2 separate regions of the Ovis aries genome follow, and region 1 is linked to region 2. The links are chromatin contacts, called in public Hi-C maps. All regions are on one chromosome and are shown on one strand. Each heading gives the region's core, a stretch centred on a gene start, on an enhancer-like site or on the middle of the called end of the contact. The rest is flanking DNA. Distances are from core to core; before and after follow the strand shown.

Region 1 (5,111 bases), core at 575-3,074, 91 kb before region 2:
CTGCTCAGGCTCACCAACAATGACAAAATTAAGAGATTCCAGGTCTTCACTTCCTCTAAGTAGAAGATATTTTTTATCATTTATGGAGTAAATAATGGAACTAAAATATTCACTCACTAATATTTATTAAAATAAGTGTCAGTCACCTATCCCTTTCCATTAAGAAACATGCATTTCTCCAAGCACCACCCAGTTCACCTAAGCTTACATCTCATTGGTCAGGACTAAGTCACATGGCTTAGTCTCTACCTCAAGGGACCCTGGGAAATCTATGTTTTCAGCTGCCACACTGCTGTCATGAACAAAATTGGCGTTTTGAGGAGAAAGAAGAAAAGGAGAATATATACTAGGCAGGCTACCAAGCAGAGTCTCCTAAAATGTACTTCTATGGTTGTTCTTTCCATCTGGTTTTTGTTTGTCTGGCCCCATCATGCAGCATGTGGGATCTTAGTTCCCTGACCAGATATTGAACCTGTGCCCCCTTCAGTGGAAGTGTGGACTATTAACCACTGGACCCCCAGGGAAGTCCCATATGGTTGTTTAACTACAGAAATATAATGACCACATTCTTTCCTTCTAAAGGGGGAAAGGATCTTTTGGTAGAAGCCCCTCAGTTTGCTCACCCTCTGTGCTGGTCCACTGCTAGGTGAAGAAGCAATGAAATCTCACCAGCTCCTCACTCCCCTCCCCTCCCCTCCAGACACTCCGGTTGCTCCAAGGCTCAACTCAAATGCTCCTTTCTCTGTGATGCCTTTTCCTACTCCCCATGTCAAACCTAGACATTTTCCTTGATGCCCTCATATCACCTCATGTATAGCTCTACTATAGTACTTGTCATAGTCTCTGCAATTTGAATTGTGTCATTTTTTCCACTAAACTGTCAGGTTTCAATTTTCATCTCTGCAGGCCCGGTGCCCAGGTCTATGCCTGAAAAGAAAAAGTACTCTCTAAATATTTCTTTTGAACTGTGATGTTGGAAAAGATGCTTGAGAGTACCGTGGACTGCAAGAAGATCAAACCAGTCAATCCTGAAGGAAATCAACCCTGAATATTCACTGGAAGGACTGATGATGGTGAAGCTTCAATACTCTGGCCACCTGATGTGAAGAGCCAGCTCATTAGAAAAGACCTTGATGATAGGAAAGATTGAGGGAAAGAGGAGAAGGGGACGACAAAGGACAAGATAGTTGGATGGTATCACCAACTCAACAGACATTGAGCAAACTCCAGGAGATGGTGAAGGACAGAGAAGCCTGGGTGCTGTGGACCATGGGGTCGCAAAGAGTCAGACACGACTGAGCGGCTGAACAACAACAACAAAATATTTCTTGGACTGAATCAAAATGGATTAAATTGAATTGACTTGCATTGCACTGCACTGAGACTCAGGGATCTGACTGCATCTCTCCTCTCACCCTGTTGCGGTGGCTCGTGGGGTGTCTGCCCCAGAACCATGAAGGATGATGACAAGCTTACTAGCTTATGGTTCATACAGAGATCATGTCTCAATGAGATCATGCATTAGCTTGACTTTCTGGCCAAAAAGGAGAGTCAAAAAAAGAAAAAAAAAGTTACATTAGCTTATTTCCTCTCAGGGGAACTATGGAGAAAGGAGTAAAAGTTACTGTTTAACAAACAAAAGGCTGAGAAAACATTTTTTCATTTAAGAATATGAGAAATTAGTGAAAGTGACAAAAATAAATAAAAACCTACCACATACTCAAAAAAAAAAAAAAAAGTTGCACAATGGCCTAAAAGCCAAACTGTAATTGTGAATGTGCTGGCATTTGGCACAGAGATCAGGATTTCAAGGAAGTGAGCCACTCTTTCATGAACGGGACTAAACTGAAATGTCAACTACAATTGTTACAGTATATAGGAATGAACTAACATATGGTGTTTTTAAAATAAACTACTAACCACATCCAGTGGTTTCAATTAAAGAATGGTTCATTGCTTACAAAAATTCCCCTAGATCCAGCTGTCTTCCAAAAAAGTCCCATTGCCTCACTGAATTTCCACTGTCATCAGGCAGATTACTAAGGGACCAGTCTTGGATTAGATGTGAACACTCAGGGCAGCCTTGTAGAAAGTACTTTCCCCAGCTTTATCTCATGGCTGAACAAATCCTGGGGGTAATCTCCTATAAGGAACATAAGTTGAATTGTAGCTATCTTAAATGGCCTACTAGAAATCTTAGAGATTAATAACCAGAAGAATTTTTCAGAATGCTAAATATGGTTATTTATACTTTAGTGTTCTGGAATTTTTTTAAAAAGTGATAATAAACAAGTATTAAGAAAAGGTCTATTAAGACCCAAGTTTCTGACAGAAGGAACATCTCTTAGGGAGGACTCCAAAACCAATACAAAGAGGTAATGTAAACAGAAGAATGAAAAGAAGCTAGAGAATCATGGTTGAAAAACTATCCCTTGGGGGATTAAAGATAAAACAGGCAGAGGCCACTTGAAACTTGTCTGAGGACAGCGTTAGAGATCTGGTCCTGCTAAGAAATGTGGTTCTATTTTGAGGGGTGAGAAGCTAGCCTCTGCCACTCACCCAGTGATTTTTCTGTTCTTTGGTCTCACTGTCTTTCTCAACAGTCAGGATCCCTCCACAGTCTCTCGTTCTCAGAACTGGTCATCTCCTCTCTCTCCTTGGGCTTCCCTAGTGGCCCAGATGGCAAAGAATCTGCCTGCAATGCAGGAGACCAGGGTTCAATCCCAGGTCGGGAAGATCCCCTGTAGAAGGGAATGGCAACACATGCCGGTATTACTGCCTGGATAATTCCATGGTCAGAGGAGCCTGGTGGACTACGGTTCACGGACTACAAAGAATCGGACACAACTGAGCGGCTAACACTTTTCTACCTTCTTACCTTCAGTGCCATTCATGTACTTTTCTCCTGTGTGACCCCCTGCCCCCCGCACTCGCCAAAATGTAGAATTCAATGACATTTTAAAAAATCAATTGTTACTTATAATAAATACAAGCTTCAGGTTGGTTTTTCTACTAATACGTTGCCCTTGATTGATCTCTTTTTCATCCAAGCTAGTACAAGCCTTCTATTCAAATTCCCCATTTTCACACGTAAAGGCAGAACATTTTACCCACCTGCCAGACAAGGAAAGCCTCTCTGTCACTTCTACTGTACACAAAGAATATGCAATGCAAAGATCCTGACATTTATCCCATTATATTCATCACTTAGGTGTTTTTACAAATATCAGAAAGAATCAGAAAACAATAGAATAAAAGGAACTTAAAGAGAATGTGGCATACACATTTTCCAGTCCATTTGATAGCGGGAAAAAAAAAATCTATAAATCTTCCAAGTTTGGTTTAAGCAAGCAAGCAACTCAGGAAAAGTTTCCTTTAGCCACACACTTCTCACGTACTTTAGAAAACTTTGATTAGCATTTGATCTAAATGAGTGGCCAGTAGAACACCAGTTATCTACCTTCAGTTCTTATTAACCATAGTAACTTTTGTTCAAAATCTATATTTACGAATTGGAGGAACAAGGGAGAATATTAGCCATCTCTGGGTGTGGACATCAATAAAAAAATAATCCAAAAATCTCTCTGAAATTTTCTGCTTGTTTGTTTCCTTGGTTTTTGTTCATTTGGGGAATTCAGCAATTTCACAAGAAATAACAAAGCAGAGTCAAAGAACTGACCTAGGATTTTATAAGCTGTTCATGCATGCATTCTGGATACTAGACGAATCTGCAGCGAATTTCTAGTTACAGAAATTGCTATTCCCATGACTTGGTAACAGAAATCAGCCTATTTTTTTCTGAAAACAACTTCAGTTTTGAACAAACACAGCCAGCTATACAGTCGGCATGTTTCCTGTAAATCTGCATCCAGAAGTCACATTTTCCATTACACCTAAGTTATTCCTTCCCCAAACCTCGTAAATGAAGCAGAATCAACTAAATGTAATTTCTCTGTGGCCTCTGTGTTAAAATTTTGGTAACTGACAAAGGATAATTTTAATACAGATTGCTGGAACACAGTAACACCACTACCAAAAGTAACTCCTAAGGGTACTGAATACACTCTGCTTTTTTTTTAAAAAAAAAAAAAAAAAAAAAAGGAATTTGGCTTAATTGGCAAATAGCGAAAGAATAAAAAATTTCAGGGACATTCTTGTTTCAAAACCATTACATCATAATTCTGAGAAGGATGTACAAAGGTCACCTAAGTTCATCTCTGCAGCAACACAGATTAATCTGTTTATCCATGATAAACATACATAAACAATTCTTAAAATTCTCCATGTAAGACACTCCACAAACAGCCTTGGTGACATAAACTGATTAACAAATCTCACTATCATCAGTAACCTCTTTTATATACTATCCTCACTCAGCAACGTGAAATATGTACCCCAAATAGTCTTATGCAGAGGGAAGCTTACTCCAACTCAACATGCTAATACAGTTCTTTAGTGAAATGCCATCTTAAATAACATTTTGCATTCTTGCACTGACATGCATATCTTCACACATTTTAATATTTTCTCATGAGAGAAAGTATATGCAGGGTAGCACTTTTTATTTCTGTTTTGAAAATATGAACAATTTATATTTTTTATGTGATAATTAGTCATTTTAAAGCAAAGTTGCAGAACTATACAGCATGAGTAAAAATAATTTTCCTGGCCTTCTCTCTTTTTGTGTCACTATTGTTCAACTCACTCTACCACACAATTCCAGTGATTTCTATTTTATTCACATTTGAATAAGATTTAGGTTGGGAAAAATAGCATTTTTTTAAACGAAGATAGTTGTTAATATTAAACTTTTCTCTTCAGTTTTTATTTTTGCAGACAGAGCAGAATATTTTAACTGAATTGATCATTTCTGGACATTTTACTTGTATACCCACTCAAAGGATATGCTACTTCAAAACGTGACTCAAATTAAATATGAGATATTGCTCCTGCCAGCGGGGCTCTAATGATATCGTTGGAGAGACGACACACACCTGAATTAAAGAAGTGAATCAATACTCAAACCACCTCAGGTCTAAGTATCAGGACACATAGTATCATGTACATATATGGAGTATGTTAAAATACTTGCCACAGGAGTTACATGAAGA
Region 2 (5,143 bases), core at 1,319-3,818:
TTAACAAAATGAACTAAAAGAGATACACCACCATAAACAGTACATTCTGGATATTTCATTGGCTGGCGTGCCTTATATATGTTACTAAGGGTACAGAATGACCCCGAACCATTAAATGATACTCCAAATCTCATTTTGAAGACATCTTCTATAAGCTGTCTGTTTTCTGTTTTCACAAAGGTGGACATGCCTAGAACTATCAAACTATCCCATCTTATCCCTCCCACCCTCACACCCTGATAAATGCGCTATGCCTCATGAGTTCATAAGAGTACTACTTTCCTCTCTCTACCCATATATGCAGCAGGTTTTTGTCATCTTACCAGAGACGCTGAGATAAAGTAAAAGCTACTGAATTTCAAGATGCAATAGCAAGAGAACAGAATCCTATCACTACGTTTAACTTTAAAATGAAAGTAAAAGTTTTTTTCTCAGTTGTTAAAGCTATAAAAAAAAGCAGACATTTTCCTTTGACTGAAGCTATATCAATAACCTCAATCTAAGTGCCATTATGACCATGAAAATCACTTAAATGCTAATGTGATAGATACAAGGAAGAGAGTTCTTAAGCTAGAAACCTTTCAAAAGACATTATGTTGGCTATAAGAAGCTACTGGATACTGCTCTCATTGCTGTGAACAATCTATACAAATCAACATGAAAAAATAAGCCCTAATGGGCAAGGTATGCTTAAATTTAATTCAGGTACTATTCAAACTTCAAGTCCCAGATACAAGGAAAAGGGGAAATATGGTACAAGGCAGTGTCTCTCAGAAAAGGAACCTTTCCAGGATTTGAGACAATGTGTGTTTGGCACAGCCCAGTGTTCACGATTTCCCATTAGCCACAACTTTCTCCAGCACTGAAGTGAAATGGGAAAGCAAATGAGGAACATAAACCAAAACTGTTAAATGCTCTTCATTGTCAAGTCTGGAAAGACCTCGCTGAGGGCCATTTACGTTGTGAAGGTAAGGCCTTGAGGAGTGAGGGGTGGGGGAAAAAAAACAAACAAACAGAAGTTTTACAAGGAACTCTTCTGAAAAATGGTTTACGATGGCAGAACAGAGGTAGAATGGCTTCCTTCTCCATCTTTAGTGTCAAGTTCGGGTTTTTTTGCTGCTGCGATTCTTTTGTTCTTTAATTAACTTCCCTCCTTGCGGGGCTTGCTGCAGTTTGCTGATGTAGTTCCCAACTGCTACCTTCCTTTGGCGACTCTTATTAGCGGACTGGCAAAGGCTGGGTAAAATGCACTTAAGAAAGAAGAAATCACCTTCTCTTGCCAAGACGCACATGTGCCCAGTACCTGAGGAAGAGCTTCACTGTCGCCGGCCAAGAGAAATTCCAGTTTAACCTCCCCTTTCCAAATCCATTGCAAAGAAGTGTATGTGTGTGCCACTTGCAGAGAATCTGCCTGACTCACCCCCGCTTTCGGCGTGCCAGGGGGAGATGTGAATGATCGGTCTCCGGGCTGGCAGTGAGGTCCCGGTGGCACCGAAAGTCCCCTGCCCCCATCCCCCGGCCTCCCCCGCGAGCGTGTTTGGGGATGTCTCCCTCTCCGGCAGGTGCCCGTCCACGCTGGGGCCACCAAAGCTCACCCAGGCAGGAACACACGTGTCCTGCGCCGGAGCCCAGCCCCCGGGATACAGTGGCCCCACAGTCCGGGCAGGCACGCCAGGTGAGCGCCGCGGAGGGGTGTCGGGGAAGGGGAGGGCTTGACCATGCGGGTGCAGCAGGATCATCCAACGTCCCCCTCTAACGCTAAGAAGAAAAAAGTACTTTTCTGCGGTATCTGCTTCCACACTCCGCCGGGCGCCCAGCCCCCGAAGATGCCCGGCCCGCAACTGACCTCTCTCTCGCGCTCGCTCGCTCGCTCCCCGCGCGCGCCCAGGCCGCCCGCGCCCCCTCCAGGACCTGCCCCGAGCTGACCCTCCTTCCCCGGCCCCGGCCGGGTGCTCACCTCCTGGGGTCCGGCTTCCGTCGCTCGTCCAGTTTGGCGGTTGAGTGTGGGGCTGCAGCAACCGCTGCCGCCGCCGCCTTCGCTGCCACCGCCGCTGCTGCCGCCGCCGCCGAAGCGCTGCCCGGCGCGCCGCCGGGGCTGGAAGCCGGGAGCCCGCGGGATCCCGGGAGGCGCGGGCCCGGGGCGCGGCGGGGCCGAACCGCGGGAAGTTGTCGGCGCGAGGCGCGGGGCTCGAGACACCCCCGCCCAAGTAGTCACAACTTAGCCGTCCGGGTGGGTGCGCGCTCCGGGGCGGGGGGAGGCGAGGACGGGGCGAGGGCGCGGGGGCGGGAGGGTCTCCGGAGCCGGCGGGACTGGACCCTGAAAGAGGGGAGAGAGCGGGCGCGGGGGCAGATGTCTACACGGCCCGCGTGGTGCGTGGCGGGTGAGTGTGTGAGAGCGCGGGGCGTCTACTCTACTTTGCCTTCTGCAGCTCCTGCATATTCATGGGGATCGCCGAGGTTCCTGCCGGTAACTACCACCGCAGCGGCGGCGCCCGGCCCGGACGCCCCTCGGGAGCGAGCCCGGGGAGGGGGGTGGATCGGGAGGGCGGCGGTGGCGGAGGCTGTGCCACGAGCGCGAGCCCGCGATCCATATTTAAAGCCGCGACTGGCCTCGGCCGGCCCCCCGGCCCTGCCCTCGCTCGCGCCCGCCCGCCCGGCCCCCACCGCTCCGGGCCGCCGCTCGGCGTCACCAGCCGGGGCATCGCGGCGGCGGGGAGGGGCCTCGGGCCGCACCGCCCCCGGGGGCCCGGGCTCTGGGCGCCGCGTCCGGCTGGAACTGACCGAAGACCCGGCTCCTGACCCGCCGCCTCCGCTTCCCTGGATTCTCTCTCTCTCTCTCTCTCTCTGACTCTGTCTGTCTCTGTCTGTCTCTCTGTCTCTCTGTTGTGCCCTGAGCCGGCTAAGTCCCAGCTTTTTGTCCGGTTTACAAGAGTTCCTCGCCAGGGAGAGCTTGCTCTCTCTTGCAGAACTGAAGTGACTGGGACAGATCACTCTTGAAGCTACTTTTATTAAAGTGGAGGGAAACAGGTAGAGAGCGCGCTGCCAGCTCACTGTGTGAAGTTGTCGTTCACCTCTAGCACAGGATGTCTGGGGAGAGCGCTGCTGTCAGCCTTGTCCTTCGCTTGTCACTGATGACTTCTGTCTTCCTCAACCAGTTTGGAAAGCATCTTTAGTCATCCAAGGGAGTTTCTTGAGGATATAAATGGATTATTGTATTTACTCTGTTTCTAAGGCTAATAGAGGTTTAAGTCCTCTTTGCCAAGCAAATAATACTACTAATAATATATCAATGACCCAGCCCCATTTTGATCAGTTAAGTAGACCATAAATATATGAACAGACTGTCGGCACTGACACCGTCTAATGTTCCGGATACTGCTAGAGAGGAGCCACTTAATGGATTTGAGCCACACAGTATATGATATAAGCCCATGTGCATTTCCTATTAATACATGTTATATATTTAATATACATGTGGAAGTCACTGACCAAACTGCATCTCTGAGGGTAACCACTGGAACACCTAAAACCCTAGAGAAATAATGTCACATGCTGACTACCTCCACCAAAGATTTGTTTCCAAATTCTTTCTTCAATAGCAAGTAAAAGTCGCTCAGTCGTGTCTGACTCTTTGCGACCCCATGGACTATACAGTCCATGGAATTCTCCAGCCCAGAATACTGGAGTGGGTAGCCGTCTTTTCTCCAGGGGCTCCTCCCAACCTGGGAATCGAACCCAGGTGTCCCGCATTGCGGGCGGATTCTTTACCAGCTGAGCCACAAGGGAAGCCCTTTCTTCAGTACTAACCTATAATTAAATAAGACCCCTAGTGGGGAAAAAAAAAATCTGGAGGAAAATAAGTTGGAGACAAAAGTCTTCTTTCTAGTATTTAAAACTGGAATAGACATATTATTTACTGTACCTCACCAATGCTGGCAAAACAGGTATATACTTGCACCTTTAAAAAAAATAACCTAGTGTGTTTAAAATCCTTGGTTAGTGCTCAGGAGACTCTGGGATGACCAGAAACTATCTAATGTCTAAAATTGAAATGCATTAATGTCGTGTGTCTGGCTGTTGTTACCTCAATGCTCACACAGCTTACATGACCCACTGCAATAACGTGGGAAATTCAAGTTGTTTTTTTTTAATGTAAAGATTTTGCCTACATAACTATACTTTGTTTTTAGACTAATGTTAAAATTAACTTTCAGTCCCTGAGCACACAGTTAGCAAGAATCAGCAACCCCAAAGTAAGCTCACAGGAAAAGAGAAGCCACTTTTGTATTAAGAATTTGCCATTGCTGTTCAGCAGTTTTTTCACACTGTGGATTATGTATTTCAACATAGCTGGCAATTTCTCATTATCATCGTGAACCAGCCATGAATGGTCAGTGTTAGTGACTGTTTGGGAAAGGAAAAGTCCAAGAAACTTACATTTTCCAATATTCTGCTGCAAAATCCATCAAACTGGCCTTTACACAAACCAAAAAAGTAACCCTTAAAGGCATTTTTCTATCAAGATGGACAAAATTTTACCCTGAAAGGAGTATAAAGTTGGAGAGTGGGGTGGGATGCAGAGAGAGAATTAGAGCACTATGGGGTGAGGGGTTGTGTGTCCCTTATATTAATGAGAAAAAGAGTTGTCTTTGGCAAAAAGCCAGCAACCTGTTATCATTCTCATTACTTGATGTTTGCTATCCCACAATTAAAAGCGCAGGTTCCATTTCCTTTCCTATTGACTATTGTCCAGTAATTGAGATGCATGTGTTTTTCTTTTGAAAGGTCATTGATTAACTTTTCTCGTTATCTCTGCGTGTGGTCACCTTTGCTATTGCTATTCAGAGCTGAAAAAAGTGAAAGTGAAGTGGCTCAGTTGTCGGACTCTTTGCGACCCCATGGACTGTAGCCCACTAGGCTCCTCCACTCAAGGAATTTTCTAGTCAAGGGTACCAGAGTGGGTTGCCATTTCCTTCTCCAGTTCAGAGCTAGGACAATGAATTTCACCAATCCTAAAACACGCTACGTCCCTTGATTCTCATGAGCCCAAAGAAAGCTTTATTTGTTCATTTCATATTGGTGTTCACACAGCTTGGTGACAAGAAAAATGAACAGAAAAAATGAATGGAATTAGAAAAACAGT

What was found. Hi-C and Micro-C count contacts between places; a contact is called where the count stands out from the background.
Region 1: a contact with region 2 is called in a Hi-C map of skin fibroblasts, with 2.3 times the contacts expected there. The contact joins the enhancer-like site here to the promoter of SLC4A4 in region 2. A contact is called at or near these places in 2 of 16 Hi-C or Micro-C datasets (skin fibroblasts and tail adipose tissue).

Annotation. Positions count from the first base shown.
Region 1 is chr6:87,268,929-87,274,039 of ARS-UI_Ramb_v3.0, reverse strand. The region is part of intron 3 of SLC4A4 (solute carrier family 4 member 4); the gene reads right to left. Among named protein-coding and RNA genes, the nearest start is that of SLC4A4, 91 kb to the right of the region's middle. Within about 2 kb of position 1,824, at least 3 of the 54 cell types and tissues checked have an H3K27ac peak or open chromatin away from gene starts, as enhancers often do.
Region 2 is chr6:87,178,173-87,183,315 of ARS-UI_Ramb_v3.0, reverse strand. SLC4A4 (solute carrier family 4 member 4) reads right to left here and starts at 2,568. Exons shown (of 25, transcript XM_060417186.1): 1 at 1,958-2,568.